Linked DNA regions of Sus scrofa: region 1 is linked to region 2. Evidence: chromatin contacts called from public promoter capture Hi-C data. All regions are on one chromosome and are shown on one strand. Each heading gives the region's core, a stretch centred on a gene start, on an enhancer-like site or on the middle of the called end of the contact. The rest is flanking DNA. Distances are from core to core; before and after follow the strand shown.

Region 1 (3,316 bases), core at 22-2,521, 320 kb before region 2:
CTATCAAAAAGCCTAAGGGCCTTAAGAGGAAGGGATTCTCTTTCCCAGGGATCGCAATAATATACCTGTAGTGCGTGAGGGCCACACAGTAACCTGGAAATCTGCCTCCTGCCTGCCCCGGGTCACCTCCCGGGTGGGCAGGCTACCCGGCCCAGGGATGCCCCGGCTTCTCCTCCGTCTCAGTCGCTTCACCTGGGACCGGAGGGTCTTGGAGCCGCTGCTGCAGCCGCAAGGTGCAGAGGCCATTTTGGCCCCTCCGCCCGCCTGGCCCCTCCACCCACCTGGCCTCACACACTTGGTCCGACACAGGCAACATGTCCGCTGCGCGCCGGGCCGGCCCTTCCCCGGGTCGCAGGAGCGCGCGGCCGGCCGGCCGGGGCCAGGTCCCGGAGGTCATGCACCCCCGCCACTTCCAGAGCGCCCCGGGCCGTGAGCGCTCGTCGAGCACGGACGGCCCCGAGGCAGGTCCGCCCACCTGGCGGCGGCCTTTAGGTCACGGGTGAAATAGCCCAGGCGTGTGCGGCTTCCCTCGAAGTACAGCTACACTCGAAATTAAGTCCCCGCCCCCCAGCTTAAATCCACGCGGAACCACACAACTGCCCCCCAGGGGCTTGAAAACAGCCCATCGGCCCACCCCACGTCTCCAGGAATATTGCACGGATTAAATCTGGCCACCCCTTCTCCCCCTGGGGTACCCAAAAGGGTGGGGCGGGATGGCGTCGAGGAGGTCCCCCGGGGGTCCTAACCGCCACGCCCCGGCCAGCGAGCCGACCCCCCTCGCTCCAGTGCTCAGGATCAGAGCCCACTTTCCCCGAGGACCCTCTTCGCGAGGACCCTCCCTCCCAACTGTACCTCGGAGAGCTGGGCGCAGGATCCTCGCTGTTCACTTAACTTCCCGCCAGCCCCCATGTAACCGAAAGGTTGCCCCCACCGCCTAGACACCGGTGGCTTCAAGCGTTTCCGCGGCAGAAGTTGATGGGCGTCTCCAAGCGCACCCCCGCTCGGGAGGCAGCCTCTCAAGTTCGCCCCGCGCGGCTCCCTCGGACGACCCGCGCCTTTTCGCTTCCCGCGAGTCCCAGCCCAGGGACGAAACCGCCACCGAAACCAGCGCGGGCTTCCTCCCCCCGCGCCGCTCCTACCAGACAGAAGGGCCCCTCGTGCGCCCTGGGCGCGGCGCCCAACTCTCACCTTCTCACCGCAGCCTGGCCCGACCCACCTGGAAAGGCGAGACCCAAGGAGCGCGCTCACCTGGAGGGTGCACCTGACGCAGTGCAGACGGCCAGCTCGCCCCGCGGCTCAGCTGGGGACCCAGCCCTCCTCCTCTCCACCCTCCTCCCCTCTCCTCCTCTCCCCTCCTCCTCCTCTCCCCACCCACCCCGCCGTCCGGCCCACGGGCATGCGCACCAAAGCCAGGCCCGTGTGCCAGTTACCCCCCCGCCCCCGCCGCCCCGAGATCCACCTGCTGCACCCCGCGAGGGCTCTGCGGCGCTCTGTCTAGCTCTCCCCGGAGTCCCGCCGCCCCAACCAGAGGAAGGAGAAAGGGGGTGGTGGACACGGGCGAGGAGGAGTGGTGTGGTGGCCTCCTCCCACCGTGATCCATCCACCTGAAACTCAGATGGGAGGGGGAAGGGAGCGGTGGAGAAGGAGGCGGGAGTAACCAGCCCTTCGCACACCCTTGCTGCGCCCGGCGTTAAAGGAACAGTGCGGCCTTTTGGCCTGAAGCACAGGGGACAGAGCACCGAAGGGCTGCTTGGGGTGGGGTCTCGGACATTGAGAGGTTGGGGAGGGGTCCTGGACCATCTGGGAAGCGCTGGGAGACCGGTGGGCTTCGGGTAGAACTGCAGAGTGTTTGGCAAGTAAGGTCTGAAAAGTGTCCAGGGGTGCTCAGCGCTTTGACAAAAAAGGCACGATCTCACACAAAACTTTCCTGCTCCGAAAATGTGGTTAAAGTTTTGTTGCAAAGAAATTTTTGAAAGTCATGCGGGGTTTTGAGAATGGTTTCTGAATGTCTGGATCCAGAAAAAGATCATTACTCAGAATGGTTCTGTGCAGGTGAAGTACTGTAGATAATGGTGTCAGTGAACTTGCCGTCAAAATTAAGTGCATACTCCAATATACGTTACTACCGGTTCAGGGTCCTCTGCCCTTCCCTCCCACATTTAACTATGGTGTGACTGAGAGGCTGTTCTTGGGGGGATCTAAACTATATAAATAGCCTCTTTGGCTTAAAGGGAAAAAAAAAAATTGCCCTAGTTCTGTGTGCTCTCGATCCCTAGGCTCTTTCCAAAGGAGTGTTCAATTTAGGAAAACTCATAGTCTGCACTTAACGCTGTATACACTGATCTATATGCATGTTGTATTTCTTTTTTTTTTAATTGCACAACTGAATGGGGCAGTTTTAGTTCTTGCTACTTAAGTGTCTGCATTGAAGGCTAGAAATTAGCCTGTAAATCCTGCTCACTTTGTGTTTCAGTCTGGAATGTCAGCATTGCTAATAAATTTCAGTCCAATCCCACCCACTTCTCTTCCTCTAATTAAGTGGTTAGGGATGTGACTCTCTCCTACATTAGATCTTAAGACACAGCTCAATACTTAAGGAAATAAAAGCATTATATAAATATAAGGTATTTAAAAATGATGACAGCCTTAATGAGTAATCAATCTAATTGCTGTTTTTTTTCATGGAAGTCATCCTACAGCTACTTTAATATGACTATGTAGATTTTGAATGATGCAGTTTAAATGGGTATTGTTAACACTGGGGAAGCCAGGTTAATCCTCTTAATGTTCACTGAAATCGCCAAACATTCCACTCAGTTTATAATTAAACAAGGGAACATTTCCTGATACTCTCAGATTTATAAACACATGTCTATTATTTTATAGTATACTTAGATACATTCTGAAGAGGAGAATTTAGAGGTTTTTTTCCACTTTAAAAAAATTGAAGTATATTTCACATACTATAAAATTCACCCTTAATTTAATTTTATTTATTTATTTTTGTCTTTTTTCTAGAACCGCACCCTCAGCATATGGAGGTTCCCAGGCTAAGGGTCGAATCAGAGCTGTAACTGCCAGCCTACACCACAGCCACAGCAACGCAGGCTTCCTAACCCAATGAGTGAGGCCAGGGATTGAACCCAAATCCTCATGATACTAGTCAGGTTCATTAACCACTGAGCCATGACAGGAACTCCCCCCCCCCTTAATTTTAAAGTGTATGTACAATTCAGGGGAGGTTTAATATATTCACAAGACTGTACAGCTGTAACCATTGTCTAATTCTAGAACATTTTCATCACCCAAAATAAAA
Region 2 (3,295 bases), core at 686-3,185:
TAAGCTGTTGAGTAAATAATCTTGAACTATTTATTTATTTACTTAAAAATAGGAGTTCTTGCTGTGACACAGTGGGTTAAGAATCCAACGGCAGCAGCTTGGGTTGCTGGGAGGAGCAGGTTCGATCCCCAGCCTGGCAGAGTGGGTTAAAGGATCAAATACTGCAATTGTGGCTCAGATTCAATCCCTGGCCCAGGAACTTTCATATGCCACAGGCGTGGCAATAAAAGAAAAAAAATTCAAGTTTACAGAAAAGGTGCAAGAGTAGCACACCCTTTACTTAGATTCTCTAATTGTTAACATGTTCTCTTCTTTGCCTTATTATCTCTCTTTAATACAGTTTTTTTTCCCCTGAACTTTTTTTTGCTTTTTAAGGCCTCACTGGGCACATGGAAGTTCCCAGGCTAGGGGTCTAATCAGAGCTATAGCCACCGGCCTATACCACAGCCATGGCAACATGGGATCCGAGCCGTGCCTGTGATCTATACCACAGCTCACAGCAATGCCGGATCCTTAACCCACTGAGCGAGGCCAGGAATCAAACCTGCATCCTCATGGATCCTAGTCAGATTCGTTAACCACTAAGCCATGACAGGAACTCCCTCCCCTGAACTTTTCAAAGAGTAAGTTACATACATCCTGCTACTTTATCCCTAAATACTTGTGTTTCCTAAGATCATGAGCATACTCATAAAATCAGTGCAGTTATCAACTACAGGAAATTTAACATGGATATATTTTTATCTAATCTATTGTCCAGAGTCCAATTTTGTCAAGTGACCTAGTACTGTCTTTCACAGCATTTTCCCCTCTAGAAATCCACATCAGAATTGCCTACTGCATTTAGCTGTCGCATCTCAGGAAATAATACCTGATATCCTGTTATTTACAAAAACAAGTTGCTCAAAATAGATTAGAATTGAACTTGTACTACAGAAAATGCAGCTAATTTAAATTTTGCTCCAGCATTTGCTGTGTTCTTCCCTTTTCATAAAAAAAAGTTGCGTTAGTGATTCTATTTCTACAGTTCCAAGAATTTACCAAAACCATCTTTAAATCTCAAAGGAGTTTTCAAGAACAAGAAAAACTTAACCTCATTAACTATAAAGGCAATGAAAATTGTTGGGCCATGTTTTACGCATCTTTCACTCTACCTCAGAAATTAGGACAGGTCAAGAAGGACACACTGGAAAGTGGTCAGTATACTTACCTCTTGGGGATTAACGGGAGCATTGCTGGGAAGGGGATAAAGGGGGGATTTTTCCTTTTTACTCTATGAATTTCTGTGCTGCTTGAATTTTTGGACAACGAGCACACATTTCTTAATAACAAAACAAAATAAACGAAGAAAGGAAAACTAGATGACCGGCTGGATTCTTGGTGTGCGGGGTTAACCTGAACATCAAAGTTCATCTGTTTGTACTTTGGTTTCTTCGCCTCAAGAGATGACGGTGACCCTTCCTCTAACTTACGCAGGCAGACGTCAGAAAGGTTAAGTATCACCAACCCATTATTTCGGGGAGAAACAGCCAACAGAAATGCTTCTCATAGGTCAGAAAAACCTCTCACGTCAACTGGCTGGCAGTTCTAAGGTTAACGGTCTGCCTGGAAACCCAGATCTCAAGCAGAACCTCCTTGGATCTTAGAGCATTCATTCTGCAGAGAGGGACGGCGGAGCCAAAGAAAGCTAGAGGCGGCCTGGGAGCCGAAGCAGGGAGGACGGAGGGCTCCGGGGCGCGTGCAGAACCGAGGAGGAGTCCCGGGCTGTCAACGGGACGGGAGGGAGAGGGAGCTCGCCTGCGCGGGGAGACCGCAGATCGGGAGGCGGGTGCCAGATCAGTCCCTTACCGAGCGCTGGGCACGTCCACCGGCCCGAGGCCGCCGCCGCCGCCTGGGCCGGCTAACACTTCCCCGCCGTATTTCTCCTCCATCGCGGGGATCAGGAGCCGCCGCCGCTGCCCCTGCCGCGGGGTCTCCTCATGTCTCGCCGCTGCCGCGGAACAGCGGTCGCAAGCGCGTCACTTCCCCATGGCAGCGGCCCTGTCGGGTCCCCGCAGGCCGGGCCGCCGCCGCTGTCCCCGGCTCGCAAGCACACACGCGTCGGGACTAGGCCACGGACAGTTCCGGCGGCGCGGGGCTCCCCGGAGGCTCACCGGAGTGGACGCTGCCAGGCCACGTCACCGACCCAGCAGCCCTCACTCTCGGGGGAGTGCCAGGTTCTGCGCCTGCGCAGGACACACCACTCGCCAGCCCTCCCTCTTCCTTAGGCTCCTCCCACCGCGGGGCTACAGATCGAATCTTCACCCCCTCTCAGCCTCTCTCATTGACGCGGCCTCAGCGCATACCTGTCCTGCAGCGCCACCAACGGGTCGTCAGGAATATAGCGGATTCTTCTGCCGCGGAGGGCAGGGGCGGAGGAAATACACAGCGTGTGACGAAATAGAGTTTCTTTTAAATTCTGGCTCCTAAACTGTGCTGCTTAATCCTGCAGGCCAGTAAACCTAGGCAGGTAGGACCAGCCCTTATTAGGGTTATTTTTATGTTACTAAAAAGTTAAGAAAATGGTCTCCAGTGTCTGTCTTGATTTGATTCACAAATCTGCCACTTACTAATTGTGTCACTTGTCCTTTCTGACTCGTTTTCTGATCTGGAAAGTAAGAGTAGTAATATCTGTATCCTCGGGTTCTTGGGAGGATTGTGTGTGTTCAAATGTGAAAAGTGGAGTTCCTGTCAGTAGCTCAGCGAAAAGGAATCTGACTAGCATTCGTGAGGACACAGGTTCGCTCCCTGGCCTCACTCAGTGGGTTAAGGATCCAGTATTTCAGTGAGCTGTGGTGTGGGTTGCAGACACGGCTGGAATTCAGCTTTGCTGTGGCTGTAGTGCAGGCTAGTGGCTACAGCTCCGATTTCACCCCTTTGGGAAACTTCATATGCCATGGGTGCGGTCCTAAAAAGACACACACACACACACACAAAAGAGAAGTGAAGTGTGAATAACAGTGAATGGTATATACTAATCAATACATGTTAATTATTCATAGGGAAATTTGAGGACTGGGATTCGGAGATGAAAATGGGGTTTTGAACAGTGTAAATTATGATTAGCTTATGCTACACTTAATTTGAATATACAGAAAGTGTTAATAACATATAAGAGAACGAGAAGTCCTAGTCTCTGCCTGCTGGGACTTTGTAATCTATTGTGAAAAATATTTAGCAATTTGAGAGCAAGACCTTAGCAACATTACACATTAAATTCTCAAATGCTAAGGTTTTCCAAATAACCAGATAGGGA

What was found. Promoter capture Hi-C pulls out the DNA fragments that hold promoters and counts their contacts.
Region 1: a contact with region 2 is called in a promoter capture Hi-C map of liver, with 5 times the contacts expected there. The contact joins the promoter of OCLN here to the promoter of SLC30A5 in region 2. A contact is called at or near these places in 1 of 5 promoter capture datasets (liver) and 2 of 47 Hi-C or Micro-C datasets (epiblast stem cells and liver).

What each region holds. Positions count from the first base shown.
Region 1 is chr16:47,598,477-47,601,792 of Sscrofa11.1, reverse strand. It overlaps OCLN (occludin), which reads right to left and starts at 1,271. Exons shown (of 9, transcript NM_001163647.2): 1 at 1,249-1,271.
Region 2 is chr16:47,283,614-47,286,908 of Sscrofa11.1, reverse strand. SLC30A5 (solute carrier family 30 member 5) reads right to left here and starts at 1,935. Exons shown (of 16, transcript NM_001137624.1): 1 at 1,849-1,935. The coding sequence starts at 1,931. It overlaps LOC110257255, which reads left to right and starts at 1,446. Exons shown (of 3, transcript XM_021076818.1): 1 at 1,446-1,451; 2 at 1,552-2,509. The coding sequence starts at 1,446. The coding sequence ends at 2,469.